Regions from separate parts of the Pan troglodytes genome. Here region 1 is linked to region 2. A link is a contact called in public Hi-C data. All regions are on one chromosome and are shown on one strand. The core of a region is the stretch at or near the end of the contact, and the rest is flanking DNA. Distances in the headings are between cores, read along the strand shown. Region 1 has its middle 12 kb from the start of CEP63. Region 2 overlaps RYK (receptor like tyrosine kinase).

The links. Hi-C and Micro-C count contacts between places; a contact is called where the count stands out from the background.
Region 1: a Hi-C map of stem cell-derived neural progenitor cells shows a contact between it and region 2, with 6 times the contacts expected there. The contact joins two enhancer-like sites. A contact is called at or near these places in 1 of 7 Hi-C or Micro-C datasets (stem cell-derived neural progenitor cells) and 1 of 1 datasets of contacts at active chromatin or transcription factors (stem cell-derived excitatory neurons).

The regions. Positions count from the first base shown.
Region 1 is chr2:137,712,106-137,717,615 of NHGRI_mPanTro3-v2.0_pri, reverse strand. No RefSeq gene overlaps it. Among named protein-coding and RNA genes, the nearest start is that of CEP63, 12 kb to the left of the region's middle. Within about 2 kb of position 2,110, at least 4 of the 24 cell types and tissues checked have an H3K27ac peak or open chromatin away from gene starts, as enhancers often do. A contact at or near this core is called in stem cell-derived neural progenitor cells, where this site is marked.
Region 2 is chr2:137,436,942-137,442,513 of NHGRI_mPanTro3-v2.0_pri, reverse strand. All of the region lies in intron 6 of RYK (receptor like tyrosine kinase), which reads left to right. Among named protein-coding and RNA genes, the nearest start is that of RYK, 51 kb to the left of the region's middle. Within about 2 kb of position 3,108, at least 7 of the 24 cell types and tissues checked have an H3K27ac peak or open chromatin away from gene starts, as enhancers often do. A contact at or near this core is called in stem cell-derived neural progenitor cells, where this site is marked.

The DNA.
Region 1 (5,510 bases), core at 861-3,360, 280 kb before region 2:
AATAATCCAAGGGAGACCTTGTGATTAGCAGCTTTTATAGCACATAATTTGAAATACTAATCTTTTCTCTGAATTTTTTTGCAATCTCCAAGGAAGTAACCAGGTCCTGTGTGCTTCCCGTGCACAGCAGGAAGCGGACATGCTTAATAATAACCCTAGTCCTTGTTTGGGAAGCAGGGGAGGGTGGGAGAGAAGAGGGTCTGCAGACAGGAACCTCTTAGGAGTAGTGGAAAGCTGTGTTCCACTCAGTACCACAGTGAGATGGTGAACTTCAGAGTTTCATGGTTTGTTGGGTGCTCCAGAGGAAACCTGCACCTCAACACTGAGTCTTCCAGAAAAGGCAAAGACCTCCAAGCTTGGAACCCCCTCCTACAAGGGCCCCCTCAGACTTGGCAGTGAAGATAATAGCAACGACCCAGATAGACTGAAGAGTAGAGGTCTTTACCCATTTTTCCAGGTCATTCATGAGTGTCCTAAATGCTTGCAAGACCATAAGAAGGGGAAAGGACACCCCAGGGACCACAGAATTAATTTCTGCTTGCAGTGCAGCAGAGTGAGGCCAAATGGACTTAATTTGCTTTGAAAAAAAGAAATGTGCTATCTCTTGTACCCTCCTTGAGCTTGTGACCCAACACCCAAAGGATGAGTAGTAGTAATAAGGGAAAGAATTGGGAGATGAGGATTGCTTACAGAGAGAGCTAACTGCATAAAGCCAGGAGGTAGGACTGGCATTATAAGCAAGGTGGGTAGGCAGGTGTCTGGCTAAAAAAAGTTTTTCTAAGTCATTGAAAGGTTCTAACTAGAGAGAGTGGCCTGATCAGATTGGATTTAAATATATATATGTATATATCACTTTGGAGATAAGAATAGAAGTGGAAAGAAAAATTAGAAGAGCTTTGCTTTGGCTCAAGTGAGAAATGATGGTAGTTTGGATTGGCAAGATAGAGGTAGAAGTAGAAGGACTTGAAATATTTGTTCGAGGTGGAATTTTCCAGACTTGCCCAGTGTGAGCACTGCCCTCATGACCCAGGGGTTAGATCTCTGAGCTAGACACAGGACTAAAGTTACGGCCCCTAGTCTCTGGAAACAAGGTCTGAGTCCAGGGGCTGCTCATCCTTTGAAACCCAACTTAGACTCACATCGTAATAGTATCATAACGATGACATGATGGTTAATCAAGCACTTCTATGCACTTTAAACACATGAGTTCCAGCCCTGACATTCACCTTTTAGGTGGATAGCATTGTCCTTATTGATCAGGAGATGGTGACTTAAATGATTTGTTCCAAGTTAACGTTGAAAGACTTATTCCAGGCTGGACACGGTGGCTCACGCCTGTAATCCCAGCACTTTGGGCGGCTGAGGCGGGCAGATCACCTGAGGTCAGGAGTTTGAGACCAGCCTTGCCAACATGATGAAACCCCGTCTCTACTAAGAATATATTAAAAACAAAAACAAACAAACAAAAAACTAGCCGGGCATGGTGGTGGGCGCCTGTAATCCCAGCTACTTGGGAGGCTGAGGCAGGAGAATTATGTGAACCCAGGAAACAGAGGTTGTAGTGAGCTGACACGGTGCCACTGCACTCCAGCCTGGATGACAGAGTGAGACTCCATCAAAAAAAAAAAAAAAAAAAGACTTATTCCAAGTCATTCAAATAGTAAATGGATTCCAGCCTAGGTTGTCTGATCCCAAAACCCATGTCCTCTCCCAGGACCATGTTACCTTTCCTGTAAAACTTTCTGTGACATGGGAAGAAAATCCTACCAGAATACTTAGAACTTTAAAGTGTGTACCTTGTTTCTAAAATTGAGATAAAGAACTAGAAGCATTTTTAATAGGAGCATGGGAGTCATGAAACATTTAAAGATTCAACCTTTTATCAAACTCATATATAATGTTGTCACCATGAGTCCTGTTGTCACTGGATTTTATACGAGATTAAATCTCTGTAGTTTCAGATTTTGATGCATTTGAGAGGATAGTTTAATGTCAATGCTACAATACCCAGCAGGGGGCGCTCAATTCCTTTTAGAAAGTTTGAATCACTGGCTGATTGTTAGCTCTGAACGCTGAAGATTCTCAATACGTGTGATCTTTCGCTTGAAAGTGATTCTGCATACCTGGGCTGCCCAAAGTGCTAGCTAGCTAGCAGTTATGTGAGGAAAGCACAGCCTTCCTGGGATTCTGGCCAGCCAGGCTTGGACTGAGCAGCTCACCTAGTGGGCTCCTCACTCATGCTTTGTCGGGGGCAAAGTGAGGGCACCCAAAAGTTGAGGGCAGTTCAGAAATTTTGGTTAAAGAAAAAGAGGTCTGGAACCAGGAATTTTGCCCACCTGTGTCCCCAACTTATAGTCAGGCCTGGGGCTCTTTCATTAAGCTGTTTCCCAGATCTTTGCATGAAATTGTTTGGATAATTTAGGCATCATCCAGGAATAATCCATTAGGCTCTAGAAAGACTGTTTTTCTTTTTTAAAAAAAACAAAACAAAAACTCTTATTCATGTGCAGATTTGTTAATACAGGGACACTGTTGTCACAGGAGTTTGGTATACAGATCATTTCATCACTCAGGTACTAAGCCTAGTACCCAGTAGTTATTTCTCCTGATCCCCTCCCTCCTTCACCCTCCTCCCTCAAGTAGGCCGCAGTGTCTGCTTTTCCCCAGTTTGTGCCTATTGGTTCTCATTATTTAGCCCCCGCTTATGAAAACATGCAGTGTTGGCTTTCTGTTTCTTCGTTAGTTTGCTAAGGATAATGGCCTTCAGCTCCATCCACGTTCCTGCAAAGGACCTGATCTCCTTTTTAATGGCTACATAGCATTCCATGGTGTATATGTACCACATTTTCTTTATTCAGTCTGCCATTGGTGGGCATTTAGGTTAATTCCATGAAAAGACTGTTTTTCAAAGCTTCCTTTCTTGATTTGGCCCCGCTTTACCCACAGTTATATTTGTTCCCCAGTTTCTCACTCTCACTGTGCCATACGCCATCAGTGAGCTCTCGAGGAAAGACTGGGTAGTGGCAGGCCTGAAAAGGCAGCTGGGTGGTCTCCTAAAGGGACTTCATACCTTGTGGCCTTCCTGGCCCAGATGATGGATGGTCCTGGCCTCTGCACCGGAACCAGCCTGGACCAGCTGCTCAGGCATGCAAGCAAGGCAGTTGCCCTGGGCCTGCACTCAAAAGGGCCTGCATTTGGTATAATGCTCCGCTTTTGCTGTCTTGAAAGTGTTAATAATTTTTTAACAAGGAACCCACATTTTCATTTGGTACTTGGCCCCATAAATTGGGTAGCTGATCCTTGAATCTATGGTATCCATCAGGGTTCCATGCTGGACAGTGACTAAACCCAGCAAATGCCCTCACCTTAGAAGTGAGAATTCAAGGGACTGTGGGTGTTGGCCTTTGGGGTGACAGAAAAGCAACCAGGGCCAGGAGGAGCGACAGGGAGAATGCTGGGTCAGACCCCCGGGCTTGCCAGAGTCCTGACAGGGGTTCAGGTCCTCGAATGATCTCCTAGGCAGTTGCTGAAATCGGTTCCTCAGCTCAACTGAACCCTCTGTCTTTTTTGCCTCCTGAAAACTAGCCTCACTGACCATGGGAGGAAGGAGAGGTACAGAACTTGAAGTGAGGTTATCACCCAATCTCAGGGCATGTCCCTGCCTAAATTTCATCTGGCTCTTAGCCAACTACTATATGAACTTGCACTCTGTCACCCTGGTCACAGCAATGCAGCTGTTGCAGAATCGAGCCTCTTGAGTGCTGCAGGTGTGAGAAACACAACTACAGAGCTGGGACCAGTGGTTACCCCATTCCTTCATTAGTTCTGCTCATTACTATAAGGATTTCCACCTAGATTTTTATTTTAGGTTACCAACTGGGTTGAACCATATGAAAAAGCTGTTTTTATACATCAAAAATAGTCAGATAATTGCAATTTCCTGTTTTCAGCTAATATTATTCTTACCAAGAGCCAACTGTGTGTGTATACAAACACACGCACACCACACACAAACCGGATTTGATGGGGGTGGTGGGGGGGACAGGCAAAGGGTGGAGAATTTGAAAACAACCAAATGACTCCAAAGGAAGTAGGGGAGAGGTTGACGTACAGACCCATCCCAGTTATTCCACGCCTTCCCTGTGACTCAGATCCCCTTTATCGTGCTGCCACCACCCAAAGGCAAAAGGGGTTTTCCTCTGCCCATGCATGATCTCCTCTACCTTCTTGGCATCTCTGCCCGTGCTTCCTCCCCACCTGTCATCTTAGTCTCCAGCAGTTCCCCTCTTCCCCTCCACCATGCCCACAGAATGGTACTCACTTGAAGTGGCACACAGTCTAATGGTGCAGGGCTTCTGGTGAGAGTGAGGTGGATGCATCCCTGCCTCTTGGCCAGTGAGGATGCCTGACACCTGTCAATGACTAAGACCTGATGCAGCCTCCCTTTACTCAGCCCAGACAGACAGGAGGCATGGGTCTGCCTGATGAGGCTCTTCTTCCTGGCCTCATTGTCACCACTCTCGCCTCCCAGACCCTACTCTCAGGGATGGGCAGATGTTAAGGATATTCTCCCCACTTACCCTACTGCTCCCCTCTGGGCCTGGAGATTAGGTGCCTATTTTTTAGTCTGAGATCTTAGTCCAGACATACACGCATCATACAGCAAGGGCTCCAGGAGTGCAAGAAAAATGAGTCCCAGGCTGGCTTGTAGAGTCTCAGATGGACTCGAGGCAGAAGTGGAGAGGGCTGGAGGCAGAAGTGGAGAGGGCTGGAGCTCTAGTCCCTCTCCCTTGCATTGACTCTGCTGCCTGCCTCTTTCATCCAGGCTCTCTCTTTCAATCAATCAATCTCCATGTTTGTTCCTATTTCTCTCTTGCTTACTGTGTTTTCTCCCTTGCTCTTTTATTTATTTATTTATTTATTTATTTATTTTTTGAGACGGAGTCTCACTCTGTCCCCAGGCTGGAGTGTGCAGTGGCACAATCTCAGCTCACTGCAAGCTCCACCTCCCAAGTTCACGCCATTCTCCTGCCTCAGCCTCCGGAGTAGCTGGGACTACAGGCGCTCGCCACCATGCCTGGCTAATTTTTTTTTTTTTTTCTGTTTTTAGTAGAGATGGGGTTTCACTGTGTTAGCCACGATGGTCTCCTGACTTCATGATCAACCCGCCTTGGCCTCCCAAACTGCTGGGATTACAGGCATGAGCCACTGCACCCGGCCCTCTCCCTTGCTCTTATTCAAGCATTTATCTAAACATCCTAGTCTATACATTGGACTTGTTTTCTTATGTCATTCAAATTGCAATTATCTCCAAAGTAGAACTTACATCAAATTCATATCTCATTCTGTTTTACATAATAGTTATTTACTTAAAATTATATGTGAGTAAAACGTATGTAGGCTGCCTCAAAGTACAATGGCTAAGAGGACACACCTTTGAGGCAAGAAAGACCTAGGTTCAAAACCCAGCCAAGCAACACACCAGTCCATCTCCAAGCAGGTTATCTGCC
Region 2 (5,572 bases), core at 1,859-4,358:
TTCCTGGATGATTCTAATGTACAGCCAGTTTAAGATATACTGGGTTAGATACTATGCTAAGTGCTGGGAACAGAAAGAAAGAATGATATACTTTATAGTTTCAAGATTTTAATCTTTTACATTAACCTGTAATTATAAAAGTATGTAATTTGATGACTGTGATATGTATAGTAAAGTGTGTGAATACAAAAGGTGCTTGTCCAGCCTCAGTGAGTCAGAGATGACAAGGAGGACATTATAGTCAAGTTAGGGTGAGAGGTACAGATGGAATCATAGGTTTATTTTCCTAACAAACACGTCTTACTTCCCTCCTCTGTGATTCCCAGTTGCTGCCTGAAGACATGCCCCAGCTTTGTGACTTCTTTGAAAGCCCTCCTTTATGTGGAGATGTATCATCCATACTCTTTGAACCTTTTCTCCTCTTATTGCTGTATCCTTACTTGCGCTCCAGTCAAATGATTACTTATTCCTCACTTTCGCCCCACACTTTGCCCTTCAGGACTTTTGTTCATGCTTTCTTCTTCCCACAAGCCTCCATGCATTTTCCACCAGTCCAAACTTCGTCCGTTCTTCAAATTCCAGCTCCATTGCTGTCTCTTTCATGAAGTCTTTTCTAAGCCTCCCAAACACCCCTTTCTCTTTGTCTCTGTCTCTCTCGTAGCAGTTATTGCACTTTTTCTTCTATAATTTTTTGTGTAATTGTCTTACCTTTAGAATGTAAGCTTTTTCCAGTTAGGGAGCAGTGTGTCTTACTCATTGTTGAGTCACCAGTCCTAATTAGTCTTAACATGCAGCTGGGAAGCATATTTGTGGCATAAGAATATGAAGGGGAAGGGAGCTGGATGGATTCAGTACCTGCCCCTTAGTACTCTTTGTCCCCACTGTTTTATTTTCCATTTCTGTGTGGAGAAAGAAGAGAAAAGGGATACGAATGAGAAGGAAGTACGTATATGATTTGTTTCAGAATATGTTTTGTGTACATGATGGTTGGTGAAGTTAGGTTTAGATTTTACAGGGGAAGAAATGGCATTTGGAAGCGATTGAGGGAACATTTTGATAGGACTTTGAGAGAGGATACAGGTAGAGAGGTGACTGAAGAGCATGGCATTTGGAAGTCAGTCTTGATATACCCAGAGAGTTGCGTTTTCCTTGAATGCTTGCATGCGTGCTAGGGCTGTGAGCCCACATAGGCCAGAATTTTGCAATAACTTTCAGATTCCATGGGGCATCTACCTCTGCCTGCTGAAATAATTAGTTACCATCCATGAATTGGTGTTCCAGTTCTCTTTAGTTTTCGGGCAAAAGTTTCCAGACATTACCTGAGTAAAACCAGCTTATATTATCACATGTTTTCAGAGCATAGTCTAGTGGTCAAGAGTATGGACTCTAGAGCCAGACCATCTCTGTTTGAAGCCTGGCTATTCTGTTTACTAGTTTTATGGGCTACATGGATTAAGTTATATAGCCTATGTGTGTCTCAGTTCTCCTCTGTAAAGCAGAAATACACACCTAGTAGGTATGTTGTGAGGTTTTAATGAAATACAGTAAGCTCTTAAAACAGAGCCCTACGTATAGTAAATGGCATTTTATGAAGTTTTTAATAAAGTTGCAATATGCTGGTATGTCCAGAATTGGTTCCTTCTGGTGGGTTCTTGGTCTTGCTGACTTCAAGAATGAAGCCGCGGACTCTCGCGGTGAGTGTTACAGTTCTTAAAGATGGTGTGTCTGGAGTTTGTTCCTTCAGATGTTCAGATGTGTCCGGAGTTTCTTCCCTTCTGGTGGGTTCATGGTCTCACTGACTTCAGGAGTGAAGCCACAGACCTTCGCAGTGAGTGTTATAGCTCTTAAAGGTGGTGCATCCGGAGTGGTTCGTTCCTCCTGGTGGGTTCGTGGTCTCACTGGCTTTAGGAGTGAAGCTGCAGACCTTCGCAGTGTTACAGCTCATAATGGTAGTGCAGACCCAAAGAGTGAGCAGCAGCAAGATTTATTGTGAAGAGCGAAAGAACAAAGCTTCCACGGCGTGGAAGGGGACCCAAGCAGGTTGCCGCTGCTGGCTTCGGTGGCCTGCTTTTTTTCCCTTATTTGGCCCCACCCACATCCTGCTGATTGGTCCATTTTACAGAGAGCTGATTGGCCCATTTTACAGAGTGCTGATTGGTCCGTTTTACAGAGTGCTGATTGGTCTGTTTTTACAGAGTGCTGATTGGTGCATTTACAAACCTTTAGCTAGACACTGCGCTGATTGGTGCATTTACAATTCTTTAACTAGGCAGAAAAGTTCTCAAAGTCCCCTACCTGATCAGCTAGACACAGACCACTGATTGGTGCATTCACAAACCTTTAGCTAGACACAGAGTGCCGTTTGGTGCATTTACAATCCTTTAGCTAGACAGAAAAGTTCTCCAAGTCCCCACCCGACCCAGAAGCCCAGCCAGCTTCACCTCTCACTGATAGTGATGGACAAAGTTCTTCTGCCCTTTCCTGTCCTATTAACAATTATTTATTACCTGCCAGGCAAGCTAACAATGGTGACCAGAAAGCTCACATCCAGTTATCCAACAGCATTTAAGAGATATCTGCTGCTTCTCTCTCTGCATAGGGGCCACTGGGATTACCATTTATTGAGTGTTTTCTGTTTACCAGTACTGTACCAGGTACTTTATATGTATTATCTTAACACAGCCACCTAGAAATAGGCTTGAAGAGATTAAATAACTTTTTCAGGATTGCTCTTCTAGGAGCAGGGCAGAGCAGGCGGGACTCAGTGTTGTAATAGCTATGTGTTAATAATCCACTATTGTCATTGTATAAAACACTTGCTGTGTGCCAGGCACTGTTCCCTGTGCTTTACATTCATGAACTCCGTTAATCCTCACACAGTCTGGTGAGGTTAGATGGAGCCCATGGCTCCGTGGAATTCATTAGAAAGGGATGGTAGTATTCTTCCATTCCAGGCACTTAGGAGCCACTGCTTGTTATAAACAGATCTCATTAGAGGCAGAGAATTAACACTGCCTGAGATGTGCTCATGCCAGGGCAGTTGGAGCTCATGTGTGTGGCTTTCCCTCTCTCAACACTGCAAATTGATCTTTTCAGTCTCTTTGTTATGCCTGATGAGTCTGTCCTGGATAGGCAGAGCTTCTCTTTACATTCACCCTGAAGTCCTGCAGAGGGGTTGGTCTGCAGCGTGTCTCTACTGTAGTCTTTCCCTGTTAGTTTGTGACTGTAGGAAAGTTTATTACTCCTTTGTGGGATGCTTGAACTTGTCATCTGGCAGCATCTTAATTTTTCTCTTCCAGTTTCCATTATCCCCACCACCGCCCCCATGCCATTACTGGTGACAGAGTTTACCTTTAAAATCTTTGATTTTATATTTAATGCCTAACTGTCTGACACATAGTAAAATACTCAGTAACTATTTGGTTGAATAACCAGTGAATAGAGGGAGGAAAAAAACCATTTTGTTTTACCAATCATTCTTTGCTTTTTTCACAACAGTTTGTGTCAGAAATGACCATTCTGTCTGGTTTATGTTTTCTGTCCCAGGGAAGCATGGTTTTCTCTGTTCATTGATTGACTCAGTGTTAGTTGAGCTGTCACTGGGGCTCACTCTGGCCCACTTGCGGCTTATTGTGCCAGGTACTGGCATAAGTGCTGGGGAAGGAGAGGTGAATAAACAGGCACTTGTCCTGCCTTTGTGGAGTTTATAGTCTGGTTGGGTGAGACAGATATTAAACAAAAAAAATCCTTACTGGAATGTAGAGGTCACAGTCTTTGTCTGTTGCATTCATTGCTGTATCTCTAGCACCCAGTACAGTACCTGACATGTAGTAGATACTTAATAAATATTTGTGGAATGAATGGATGAAGTGGAGTTACAGAGAAAAATAGAAAAGTACAAATTGTTGTAAGTGTTTTGAAGGAAAATTATGATCTTTCCCAAAGTTCTGACTTCATTCTAAGACAGGGTTAGTATCTCCATACATAATTTTACTTGCTTTTGAAAATCAAATGAGATAATCTATTTAGATTGATAATTTATTTAGACTGGCTATAAACTATTAAGTGCTAGCAAATATACATTTTAATCTCATTTTCCACCTCTTGTGATATAGCTATGTAGGTGTTGACTTTAATGGATGTCAGGGGTAGGTCCCTAATTGCTTCTTGCTTCTCTCATAACAGTAAGTCTTGGATTCAAAAAAAAATTTCGTTCTGACCACTTAGCATAGTGCTTTGCTTATTTTAGGGACCCACTTAATATCTGTTGAGGGAATGAAAAATTGACATAGATGTCCCTGTAACGCCTTTGTGTGCCTACAGTCTTTTCAAAAATTCTGAGGTAGCACAAGAGTGCCACCTACCGTTAAGTTAATGGAGAGACTGTGTCTGTGCACTTAGTCATCAGTGATGTTGGTTGCAGATAATACTTAAGAAGTACTTTCACATATCTCATACAATTTGAGCCTCACAAAAATCCTGTGAGGTAGATTATCTTAATCCCATTTATTTCCTCCCCTTTTGAGGATGGTAATGCTCCTCTTCCCTCCCCATTATTGAAGTCTGGACTTCTAACAGCTTTGATATCTGGTTTGATTTTTGAGTGGTACTCAACTGTAAAACAGAGTCCTGTAATTCCTTTTTGTTCTAACGACTGGAGATGCATAATATTCACATAATTAATATAACTATAGTAGTATACTATAAATTAGTAACAATAATTTATAAAGATATGTTTGAGGGCCAGGCAATAAATGCTTTACTTATTTTTCATGTAATCGTTTTAGCAATCTTATCAGAGGATAGTGTTATGCACACTCTGTCCACAGGGAATTTGAGGTTCCAGAGGATTAAATAGTTTGTCCTAGGCCGTACAACTAGTAATCGATGATACTGGCAGTTCTGACTTCACGGTTTATGCTCTTCATCTCTTTTCTATATTGACCTATACCCACTGCATTATAAACTCATATAGATCAATTCTGTAATAACGTTGAGCCAAAGAAGCTCTTCCAGCATTCTGACCAGATGATAGCCTAATGAATCTTTATTATAGTCTCTTTGAGTTGCAAAGTATCTTCGCAGAGTTGCTGGGGAAACAGGGCTAACTGCAGCATCACAAGAAGAAGTATCAGGTTGGTGCAGTAATTGCAGTTTTTGTCATTAAAAGCAATGGCATTAAAAGCAATGACAAAAACTGCAATTTGCAATTACTTTTGCACCAATCTAATAGATAACCTAAAATGATGGACATCTTCAGGGAAGGCATGCTGGGGGGGCATTTCATTAGGCAAACATGTATCTTGAGATCTATGGTTGTGCTGAGCAGAATGGTTTGCATATTATAAGTGCTCTCCAAATGTTTATTGCAGGACATTTCTATCTTAATTTTTGCTATGACTTTCTACAGATGTTTGGTTACAATAGCAGATAGTAGTATATTGTATTATTAGCCATAGAAAGGCTACATAAAGACTTACAGTCCTCATTGCCTGGATGTTATATATTTACATTTTTCAGATTTGTGTATGGGCTCTTGAAATTGATAAACATTCATATATAAATGTTATAG